Regions from separate parts of the Cyprinus carpio genome. Here region 2 is linked to region 1. Evidence: chromatin contacts called from public Hi-C data. All regions are on one chromosome and are shown on one strand. Each heading gives the region's core, a stretch centred on a gene start, on an enhancer-like site or on the middle of the called end of the contact. The rest is flanking DNA. Distances are from core to core; before and after follow the strand shown. Region 1 holds the start of LOC109107684 (molybdenum cofactor biosynthesis protein 1-like). Region 2 holds the start of LOC109089781 (39S ribosomal protein L33, mitochondrial).

What was found. Hi-C and Micro-C count contacts between places; a contact is called where the count stands out from the background.
Region 2: a contact with region 1 is called in a Hi-C map of liver, with 7 times the contacts expected there. The contact joins the promoter of LOC109089781 here to the promoter of LOC109107684 in region 1. A contact is called at or near these places in 4 of 8 Hi-C or Micro-C datasets (liver, red blood cells and skeletal muscle).

The regions. Positions count from the first base shown.
Region 1 is chrA17:27,615,924-27,622,035 of ASM1834038v1, reverse strand. LOC109107684 (molybdenum cofactor biosynthesis protein 1-like) reads left to right here and starts at 3,026. Exons shown (of 11, transcript XM_042774551.1): 1 at 3,026-3,293. The coding sequence starts at 3,138. LOC109107317 (fos-related antigen 2-like) reads left to right here. Exons shown (of 5, transcript XM_042774554.1): 5 at 1-568.
Region 2 is chrA17:27,761,130-27,767,241 of ASM1834038v1, reverse strand. LOC109089781 (39S ribosomal protein L33, mitochondrial) reads left to right here and starts at 2,273. Exons shown (of 4, transcript XM_019103739.2): 1 at 2,273-2,417; 2 at 2,764-2,782; 3 at 3,148-3,254; 4 at 4,655-5,109. The coding sequence starts at 2,396. The coding sequence ends at 4,704. LOC109107321 (ribokinase-like) reads right to left here. Exons shown (of 8, transcript XM_042774585.1): 8 at 5,251-5,468. The coding sequence ends at 5,316.

The DNA of each region.
Region 1 (6,112 bases), core at 1,777-4,276:
ACTGATGACAGTAATGACAATGTAAGACATCAAACAATACTTGCTTTGTAAAATACATAAAATATTTCATAAATCAGGCATGGTGGTGTGGAGGAAACAAGAAGCAAAATAAGCATGTACATACTTGCATGTACTGTATGTACAGTTTTAAATACAATACTTCCTGCTCATAGTTCATCAGTGCTTCTGCTGTAGTTCTGGTTATCAAACTGCACTTTATGTAAAAACTAAATATTTAAATTTGTATCTTAGGTTGCTAATTTGGCCATAAAAATGAGGGTTTGTCACTCTATAATCATTTTAAATGTCAAAACTGATGTTTTGGTTAAAGGTGCATTCATTATCTTGCATTACTATGAATGGATGACCCATTGTCTCATTTCACCGGATCAAATTTTGTAATGATTATGTACTAGGTTGAAAATGATTTGCCAAGTTTGAGATCTGAGTCAATTTTAAAAACATCCATGGCTGTTTCGCAGTTGTGTATTGAGCTTTAGGCCAAATTCATGTGTCTGTGTGGAAATCTTTTATTTTGAAATAAATATTTCGATTTTAAATTCTGAAATGTGTATATGCATATTATTTCAGATATATCACAGCATTGATGTCTCAAATAACTGTAAGAATGATGCTCTTCCAAATATTTGTTAGCTTCATGACTCATTACTAAAACTACTTGCACACTGAAGGAAAAAAAAAAATTAAAAATAAAAATTAATAATCTATATATATATATATATATATATATATATATATATATATATATATATATATATATATATATATATATATAAGGCAGAGAGATGAAGGAGGTGGTCGACACAGGAGACTGTGTGGAGACAGTTAGGAGGTGAAGCCACCCCAAGAACGTCATAATATACATTACATACATATATATACACAGAATATCAATAGAATAGAATATTAATAAAAATGATGAGAGATCATTTATGATAGGGCAGTCATTCATGTTGTGCTTATCAGGCAACCATAAACAAATTATACTTTAATACTCCCTTTCCAGGGTATTTTGCAACATCTACATTTTTACAAGACTTTAGATTAGGTTTAATCCTTTATTATAATTTAACAGTAAAAATAAAATTAAATAAAAAATTTAATAAAAAAAACACCTCTAGACTAATATAAATATATTGTATTTAGCATGATTTACTGATGTATTTGATTCTTCCTACGTTAGCCATATGTTAAAAGTGTTACTCCATTTCAATTACAGAATACTACAGTGTTTTACATAATAATAAAGTAAAACACACAGTCTAATGCTGTTTTGGGGAAGATTTAGCTATCTGTCATGCGATGTTCATTACAAATTAAAAAGTCTCTTGCTTCAGTTATCTTTCTATATTTCTAATTTACTAATAAACCCACTTTCAAGGACAACAAAATGGTAATATTTGAAATGATAACAGGCAACAGGCAAAAAAGGCACACAACACAATAGAGTTATACTGCCACCTTGTGGTTAAAGAGTGCTACACATGGGTTATAGGACATTATTTTACATTTTTCTATTTTCAACATTGCTGTTTAAAAGCAACACAATTAAGTTATTTTTAGCATATACAAGTGAAATTATGTTAAATTATAATTAACATGAAAGGTGTTATCAATGTAAGAAATACAATTCAAATTATGAAATAGCACATATTTCTTCTAAGAAACAGAATAATAATCCTCAAGGATTAATGCACAAATAATAATAATAATAATAATAATAGTAGTAGTAATAATAGTAGTAGTAATAATAATAATAATAATAATAATAATTATTATTATTATTATTATTATTATTATTATTATTATTATTATTATTATTATTATTATTTGCAGTCAACTGGATATCTCCAATTAGACGCTTACTGACGCTTGATGTGCAGTCTGTGGTTGAAGGTCTAGGCTGGTAAATAAAGGATTTCAGGTTCTAACTCTTCATCACTGTGTTGGTTAGTTAATGCTGTGTAACCTTATAACACCTGTATAAATATTGTATCTTTATTTATTTACTTTATCAAATTTCTATGTCCTTTCAATTATCAACATGATCAAAACTTTGCTGAAAACCTGTTGATATTTTACACTTTCTTAGCAGGTAAAAGGCCTTTTAGTATAAATAAAAAAAAAAAAAATATCCCTTTAGGTTATCCATCAAGTCAAATATGAATATCAAATAATGTTTTATCAGGCTTTTGAGGAACGTTTATTTATATTTCAATCAACTGTACAGCAGTTTTGCCCCCACAGAACAAAACTAAACTACACAGCTCTGATTATAAAGCAAAGTATTTTATTAAGACATTTTTGTTACATATAGAGTGACAATTGATATTTATGTGCATTTTATGTAAGTAGTCTTCAACTGTTATATAAAGATTTAAATGATTTACATAACAAGCTGAATTTCATCATAATTTTTAGCCATGTACTGTAAATATCAGGAACTCCAAATGATGTACTCCACCATATTTTTGGTGTTTGGGCCTCTGTCCTTTGTATTTGTCCTAAAGCTTCATATTATCCTATATATAGGATAATATGAATAGGATAATATAATAATTCATATTATCCTATATATATATATATATATATATATATATATATATATATATATATTATATATATATATATATATATATATATATGATAATATGAAGCTATAGGACAAAAAAAAAAATAAATAAGGAAGAAGGACAGAGGCCCAAACTCACCAAAAATATGCAATATAATTGTGCGTTACTAATTAAATAAAATCTCAGTGCACTCAAAAATAGTAATTTATCCATTTCAGCTGCATGTGTACAGTCCAAGTTCGAACTCCAAATTTGCTCTCACAGGAAAAGATGAGTAACTTCAGAGGACTGTGAAATCATTAACAGCACGTTATAGCAGATGTTCATCAGAACCAAAGTCCCTTGTCGTATTTCTGTAGTTTGTCGTTCACATTCATTAAACTATATTGCCCAGAATTCTTGTAGATGCTCCTTGACGTTCATTGGCTGCGCAAAGACACCCCCCTCGTTAATGTTCCAAAAGCGAACTACGTCAAATTTAAGCCAGTCGCTAACAAACTTAGATTATGCCCACATTTCATCACAGACATTTTTGCTTTGACGATGGCATTAAATTGCAGCACATTTAGTCGCCTTATTTTAGGAGCACAGGCCGCGGCTGAGGCCTGCACAAAGCGGGCAGTTCACCAGACGTGCGGGAGATATCGAGTGTGTCGATGGTATTCCGGTGTCACTCATGAAGAGAACAAACTGGAACAGGTGTGTGTTTCCTTACACCCTTTACACATACATTTACACCTGCCACTGCTGTACAGGTACGAGATCATGAGACGCCTTAAAGTCACGTGATGACGATAATTATAGTCTAATACACGTAGTTTGGGACAAGCTTAAAACTCTTGCCGGAACATATCGAATTTTACTGTTAGTGCTGTTTGAATGTTGTCTGTGTTCATGTGACATGTTGCATAACATGTATTTTTTGTTTGTTGGTTGTGCTGATGTATGATTGTGGCCTGTTAAACTTTATGTACATTGTGAGTTGTTTATTGTTTATATAATGCGGAAACAATAAATAAAGACGATATATTTCTATTTTTACACCGTAAAATTAACCATGGTTTTACCACAAATAGAACCAATAAAACATGGTTACTATAGTTAAACATCGGTAACCACAAATTACCTACACTACACAACACAAGCTACACTAACCATAGTTTAACCATGGTATTTGTAGTAAAACTGTGGTTATACAAAAGGTAATCAATACGCCTAAAAACCATTTTATTACAATAAAACCATTGTTAATTTTCGTAAGGGAATATGCTTTGAATAAACACAAGTAAGATTTATATAGATTATGAATATGGTAATCATTCTGCATATCAGTTCATTACTGTGTACAAACTAGCCCTCAGATTTTACACATTTATAATTGTCATTGTATTAATGCATTTAAAATATATATGTATTATGGTAAATCTCTAGTGAGGTATACACATGGTTTCATTTATGCTTCATGCTAGAGTGGGTAATGAACATAAAAGATTTAAAGTGTGACAAATTATAAACAATTCTTTCTTTACAACAGTTTGGTCATAAGACTCTCACTAAAGTACCAAACCAGAAAAAACGGTAATGGATGTCACGCCGTATAACATGGGAAGCCGTTGTCAAAGTTCCTTTATTCTATAAGTCTTTGCCCGTTGTGCTTGTTTAATGTTTAAAGTCTCACTATCAATGGGCTTCACACAACCTGGACAATAGCCTACACACACACACACACACACACAAATAAAATATCACAATATCACAGAGCGCTATAATCATCAATTATCAAAAGATGCGCCGTTATTGGTTTCAAGGTAGTCACATACTAACTATACATGTTAAAACAAAGTAATACTGTTTCTGTGCACTTTATAACAAGTCATGATAAAGTTGCGGGATTGTTTTTCACACAGTTTTAAACATTCCTGAAACTTTCACAGTCACTGATATAATATAAAAAAATAATAAACTAAACAATTACATTTGCTCAATTACATTTGCAGAAATCACATACTTTGTGGTCAAAATTAGCCTAAAATGCAAAATAATAAGCCTGATTAGGGATAGTAAAGATCCATTTCCACAAATAAACATAAAATAACTTGGAAAAAAATCCTTTGAAAACTTGCAAGGACTTTATACTCGCAGTCTGTGAAAATGTTAAATACAGTCAGAAAATGTTTAAAAATATTGAAATAGCTTTCTTTAACATGATCTCATATTTATTGTTTTATTTTTAATGTGATTTTGTAAATAAGTTTGTTATAGGGTAAACATACCTATTAAGCTCCCCAAAATCTACGTTGAGACATTTTTAGTGCACAAGATATTGGTTTCAGTACAGAGAGTTATGTTAAAATAAAATATTAGTCTCTCACACAAAAATATTTAATTATATTTTAAATGACAAAAGCATTTCAATTAAGATGTACATCATTAAATGCAAAAAGTCTGGCTGTGCTTAATGGGTACATTTTTGTACCATTTAGGCACACCCCTGTTCCCATTAAGCTCACATCGTGTTCTGTTAAAAATTCTTGTTTATTTTAAACAACCTTTTTAAAGAATAATTGAAAAATGTTTTATCTAAAGGAACAATCACACACACACACACACAAAACAACAACAACAACAAAAATCAAGCAAAAAGGCATTCAGTTTGATCAGTTATATATTCATAGTGAATTGTCATTTAAGCACATTGCAACACCTAGACTTAGTCCATGTTTAGCTAAGCATCACATATTCAAAAATCAAATAACAAAACAAACTAATAAAAATTTCATTCATGGGGATGAACACAGAAACTAGCCTCATTATGAAGACTCTTATTAAATGGATGTAAACTTGTCTATATTCTCTTAAGGCTGGAATACACTACATGATTTTTGCCACAGTTTTCCACCGATTTACTGCCCAGAGAAGTTGATGCTAGTTGCCAAAGGTCAGAGCCAGTCTGTAGATCTGAGCTGACATACTTAATAGAAAATCACATAGTGTATGATGGACACAGACACAATTTTTTCTTAGCTTCAGACTTTGATTCCATCCAGTTGGAGGAGATCATACATGTTTGATATTTTCAACAGATTTTAGAACCCATTGAGTTCATATCATTTCAAGTGTTTTCTAGCAACAATGCACACGTTTCTGGATGAGTTTGTTATTGTTTGTTGTAACTTGAAGGCCTGGTAGTGTGTGATCCTCAGTCATTTAGTGTATGATGGCCAGTTTTCCTTTGTGACAAAGCTGGCCATCATACACTTAACGACTGAGGATCACATCATACTCTGGTGTTTTAAAAATCTGTTCAAATTTTAAAAGTCATGTATTTTATTCCAGCCTTTAGTCACTTTTTTTTTTTCCTGGAAAGATACGACAGATTTCTAATGGCTCCTTCTTTGAATGGATGACATGTCTTTCATCTTTGGGCATAAACTATAATTACGTCTAGATTTTGTCATCTTAAAGCTGTGAAAATAAGTTAACCATTTTGTAAAGATTAACTTAAAGTGACAACCATC
Region 2 (6,112 bases), core at 1,024-3,523, 150 kb before region 1:
ACATCATAGCTCACTCAGTCAAACAAGCAGGGACAGAATGTGATTTGAGTGTGAGCACCTGCAGTCTACAGGACTCTCTGACCAATTATTTTCTCAATAATTTTAAAAGGGTGGGTGGGGGGGGGGGGTATTGTAAATATTTTTTATATATTTAATATTTGTGGAAAAAGCCTTTTATTCAGAGAGCAAATTTTATTCAGAGGACCAAACTGAGAAATATGCATTTTAAAAACATTTAAAGGTCCAAAACATAAGATAAAATTCTAACAGCTTGTAATGTAAATCAATGTGCATTCTATAAAATGTATATTTTAATGGTTTGGAGGTGGGGGGTGTGCAAATAAACATTCCTCAAAAGCATGATGTATTATATTTGATAATGACATTTTAACATGGTATTTCTAAAAAAAAAAAAAAAAAAATATAGATGGATAATCAAGTTGCTTCCGCACAATAATTGTTCATCTTGAAATATAGCTAGTAATATAAACTATATAACTATAACTAACAATATTATAACAAACCTCACAGCAAAAAGACACACGTACCACAACCTGAATGAGGACATTTTTAGACTTATACTAAGAGGCCTCTTACTTGATAAAAAGTATAAACCATCAGACAACAGAAGGCACACACAGATTGTGTAATACATGTTTTTAATCAAAGTTTGGATTATGTTGATAATTGAGAGGCCTTTAAAATTATCAGATATGATACAGTAGGTTTTATTGAGTTAAATATAATATATAATCACAAAATGTATGCAAATTCGTAATTTTGGAATATTCAGCATTTCAAAATAATCTGTTGGCAGATCAGATTTGGCACCTTCTCTCTTTCACATGTGTCTATTGCAGTATGTTGTGATGACATGCTTCTTGTGTCAGTGACAGTAAGCAGGGTGGTTTCGTTAATAAAATCTGGGAAGACATGAGCTAATTTAGCAGGCTGAATGAAATGCTTCTTCTGCCACTGTAAGGTCTCTCCATAGAACCATCAACTAGTGACGCAGGCAATTTCACACACATCCTACCAGCTGGTAGCAGTGTGGCCCATCCAACAATTAATTTCCTGAACCCTGTCTTCCTTTTGGCAGTATCGTTTCCCCTCTACCAGTCATCACTCCTTCTATAGAAACTGCCTCCCACATTAGAAAACTTGAATATGAGCTGCTGGTCCGCAAGTAGAGTACGCAATTAAGGTCACGTACACACTGTGGTGTTGTGGGACTGACAACATAATTTAAATGCAAGACCGAATGCTCCAAATTATCATTCCAAATGTGTACAGAACAGGACTGCCACTAAAATAAAAAATAATAATAATAATAATAAATAATAATAATAATAATAATAAATAAATGTTTATATGTGAGCCTCCTTTCCACAGGGCCTGGAACAGCTCCAATAATACAGTTACTCCAAAGAATATAATTTAAAATTTTATTTTCAAATAAAGTAAGCCATTTGGCAGACTTCAAAAGTTTGTCTAATTTTGCTGATTTGCAACCATCTTTGTATTGTTACAATGTGCTGCAAGTAAATGAACAGTGTACTCTTTTTTTATATTTGACAGTTTTTTTTTTTTTTTTTTCATTTTTATTTGTTTTACAACAATATCATTTTATTTAATTTATTTTTCAGTTTTAGTTCTTTTAGCACTAAACTACTTCTTTTAGTACTGTATATTTTTATATTTTAAATGCCATAGGCCACATCCAAAACTGCATACTTCCCTACTATAAAGTAGGCTAAATATGTGACAAAAATAGTATGTCTGAATTCACAGTATAGTAGGCAAAAAATACCAAGATGACATACTATTACTAATTTTTTTTTTTAGTAGACTATCCCTTATCTATTGCCTTGGTTTACTTTGAGTTTAATGTTTTATTTTTATTTTATTTTATTTTTTGTGCTTGATACTGTATCCCCTGTGCTTTTTGTTCAATAATAATAAAAAACCCATTCATACTAAATGTGCACATTCATATTCATATTCATATTCATATTTCTTTTTTTTTTTTTTTTTTTTTTTTCGGAAACATATATATATATAAACTTTATTAATATTTATAATATAAGTATTTTAAGTGTGACTTCATTCATTCATTCATTCTTTCTTTCTTTCTTTTTTTTTTCTTAAGCTTTTCATGTTTACATATCCACTTTCCATATCTACATATTAAAGAAATACATAACATATGTATAGAACCACGCTAACCCACAGGCGAAATTACCTACCGTCTATGGAAATTACTTGAGTTCCATCAAAGTCCCGCTGACGCACATGACACCGGAAGCAATGGAGCTTCATCCGGAAACTTAAAGCCAGAGTAGCTCAATGTGACATTTCTGAGCGGTTATATCTTTACTGTTATAGAAGAATAAGAATGTTTCTCACTACAGTAAACCGTAAGTATACCTATAATAATAATCTATAGTAATATCTACAATATGAAACTAAAAATATTTACAAAGCTTCATTGTCAGAATTGCTGCGGGCAAAACGTGTAGACTGCAGAACAGATGCGCTGAGTAGGAGCGTTAGCGGCTAATAACTAACCAGTAGTTTCATGTGTAAATTCATAATATTTGTACATTCAAAAAATGCCGAAGTTCAACTTTATACCACAAAGATTTGTTGTAGATGTTACTGGTGATTATCTGTTTATATAAACGTCGTACATACGTAACACTGTTATTAGATGTCAGTGCTAATTACTTTTTTCCCCCTCTCTTTAATTATTCTTCATTTTAGTTGCCAAGAGCAAATCTAAGTGAGTATTCCCACATCTTCATTGCACTTGTTTACAGACATACTATTTTAACTATGCTGTACTAATATGCAGTATGCACTGCTGCCAAAGTGCGCTCTTATGTATGATTACTTTATGAAATTTCAAACAGAGAGTATACAGAATAATGCATTTCATTGTCAAATAATGCTATATGTTTTGTTTTCGAACATACAGTTGTTAACTTTGATTTGTTGTTGAACTTTGATAGCTGTTTATTTTGGTAGGTCTGGATAAACACTTGATTTAAAATAGTGCCTGCTGCTTGGTTTAATGTCTTGTTTTAGACAGACGCAGTGAAGTCAGTGCTTTGTACTTGTACTTACCTCTGGCTTCTTGTGTCTCAGGACATTGCTGGTTCAGATGGTGAGTGCAGCTGGCACAGGTTATTGTTTTAACACGAAGAGGGGCCGATTGAGGGACAAACTGGTTTTGCGAAAGCATGACCCTATAGGTGAGGTGAACAATCCATTTAGCTCATGTTTACTTCTCCCAAATAGATTCTGTTTTCATCAAAAGAAGCCAAACTAAGTGGATCAAAATTAGATGTGTTTTATGTCATTGTAAGTATAATGCCAAGCACTGAATTTATTTCCTCCGACTCCCAAATATGATGATCACTTTGAAAGGAACCTTATTGCACAGTATAAAGGCAGAGTTATTTTACACATTTTAAAAATTACTTAATTGAAAAAATAAATTCACATCAGTTTCTATAAAAAAAATTAAAAATAAAAACTTTGACTTTGTATTGCTTTGACATCTTGCTTTTTCTACCCACTGTTAATGTCAAGACAAATAAACTAGAAACCTGTTCATTTAAAAGAAAATGGAAACCTTTGAATTAAAATGTGTACATACACCAATATTTGAAATGATTATCATTCCACAGTTGTTTTACAGAGAATATTGCCTTAAAACCCCAGTGAGCAAGTCCATGAAAACAAACACTTCTAAATAAATAAATATTGGTAACACTTTACATTAAGGTTTAATTTGTTACATTAGTTAGCTACATTACTTATTAATCTCATTTAGTTAATTTCAGCATTTAGAAATATATTTTTAAAATCAAAACTTATATCTGTTAACATTATATAGTGCACTGTGTCTAACACGAACAGTTGTATTTTATAAGACTTAATGTTAATAAAAATCTAATTGTTCATTGTTTGTTTATCTTAATTACTGTTAACAAATAAAACTTAACTTTAAAAAAAGTATTAGTAACTATTGAAATTAACATTGACTAATATTAATAAATACTGTATAAGTGTTCATTATTGTTAGTTCATTAACTAATGTATTAACTTATGTTAATAAATGAGACCTATTGTAAAGTGTCACCTAAATAGTGTATGCTTAAGGATAGTTAAGCACTTATGAAGGTTTAGTTTTTTTTTTTTTTTTCTAAGACTGCTATTAGAAAAAATGATTGCTATCTTGTAATTTCCCTTTAAAATCAGAAAGACAATGCAATCATATTTGGTAAATAGGTTAAATATTGTGTTACACATATTTAATAAATATATTAATTTAACATGCTACCTATGACCACCCTTCAAAATTCACTTTATAAAATATTTTTTCTCTCAAGTGTTCTGGGGACACTAGATTGAAAACCACTGAGGTTGTGTACAAAACAGACCTTTGATATGTTGTGCTCCCACTTCAAAACACAAGTCAAGATAAAGTATAAAGTTATGTCTGTTTAACCGTTTTTGGGGTCTTTAAAATAGATGGTTTTATTAATGGTTTTTTTGAAATAGATGGTTTTATTTTTTTTTGTGTTGTTTTTTTATTTTATTTTTTAAGTTTTTTTTTTAACATTTTTCTCTTCATTACTCTCCACAGTGAACAAACATGTTCTCTTCATTGAGAAGAGGAAGATACGTTCTCTTTAAAAGTGAGAGACTCTTTTGATACAGACACTGAGAAAATTGACTTTTTTAAAGCGTAACTGGCATAAAACAACTGCCACAGTTTGATGGACAACATCCAACATCTGAAAGTGTCACTACTCAACTATGAAGGAAGAAGATTTACATCAAAGTAAAGGTTTTGCATCACTGCAGCTGTGGATGTCTGGTCTAATGAGACCAAAAATGAGCTGTATATCTTGTCAGGATAATATGCATTGTGTTGGATTTGTTTGGTTCTTTTGTTTTCTTTTTTGTACCAAGTCAGAAGTTTGACCTACTGCAAACAATGAACCACCTACTCAATGACAGATTGCTTTAGGCTGAAGTGGATTTGTTGGAATAATTAGCCTCCAAAATGTGTTTATAAAAACAAAACAAAAAAAAACATCAGACTTGCTGTTTGTACTTTATGTCAACTGATATGGTTTTATTTTATTTTCAGAGATATTTAAACATTATATCATATCATTTACAAATAATGCCAGGAAATTACACTATCTAGAACTCTCCAGGAAAAGGGTTTTGTTTATTATACAAACAATAATTCTGTGGACACTGTGCACAGATTAATGGTGTTGTTTTTACGTCAAGGGTCACCTTGTTGGCAGATCCTTCTGAAATGGAAAAGACGTTTGAGTGCCGACAGTTTGTACAGACACGACTGCGACGAAATTGGCTCTCCTGGCCATCTCTTCCAGTGGCATTGTGGGATAATGGGCCATGTAGAAAGCCAGAACGCCAGCTCCCTGTTAAGACATTTTTTCAATTCAGTTTGTGGCATTTGGATTAATGCTCATAATGCGGAAAAGCAGAACACTGAACTTTTCATTTCCACTTAGAGAAACAAATATGACAGCAGGGGGTGCCGTCATACTTTCAATGCCAGTAGGTCCAAAGGTTTGTAACTTGCAAAACAAAATTGGGAAACAAATGGCACCACAATGTACTCATTTTATTGAGTCAATGTTAAAATAAATATTAAACTACCAAATGCTCCGGCTAATATTTAATGATGATGACGACTTTAATTCTCTATTTGTGTACTGAGTCATTTGTGTTTGCCGTTGTGCAATGCATGGTGAGTAAGTCTGTAGATGCTGACTAGGGCACAGGTCATGGGTCAGAATGAAACAACATGCATGCTTTAAGCTTGCCTTGACCTCTGTCAGTGGTGTAGGGTCACCTCCTGCCTTGAAGTCTTTGTGAAGGTCTTCTGTTGTGAGTTGTGCACTTGCTGAGACATGCAGTGTGACATTATTTTTGTGTGTGCATTTTTATTTACTCTCTTACTTAGTTATTACTCAGGGAATATTTATTGTTGGGTGACTCTCATGTAGCCTGACAACATGTCCAAGTCATATCTAGACTCAATATCAAAAGTATTGTATTA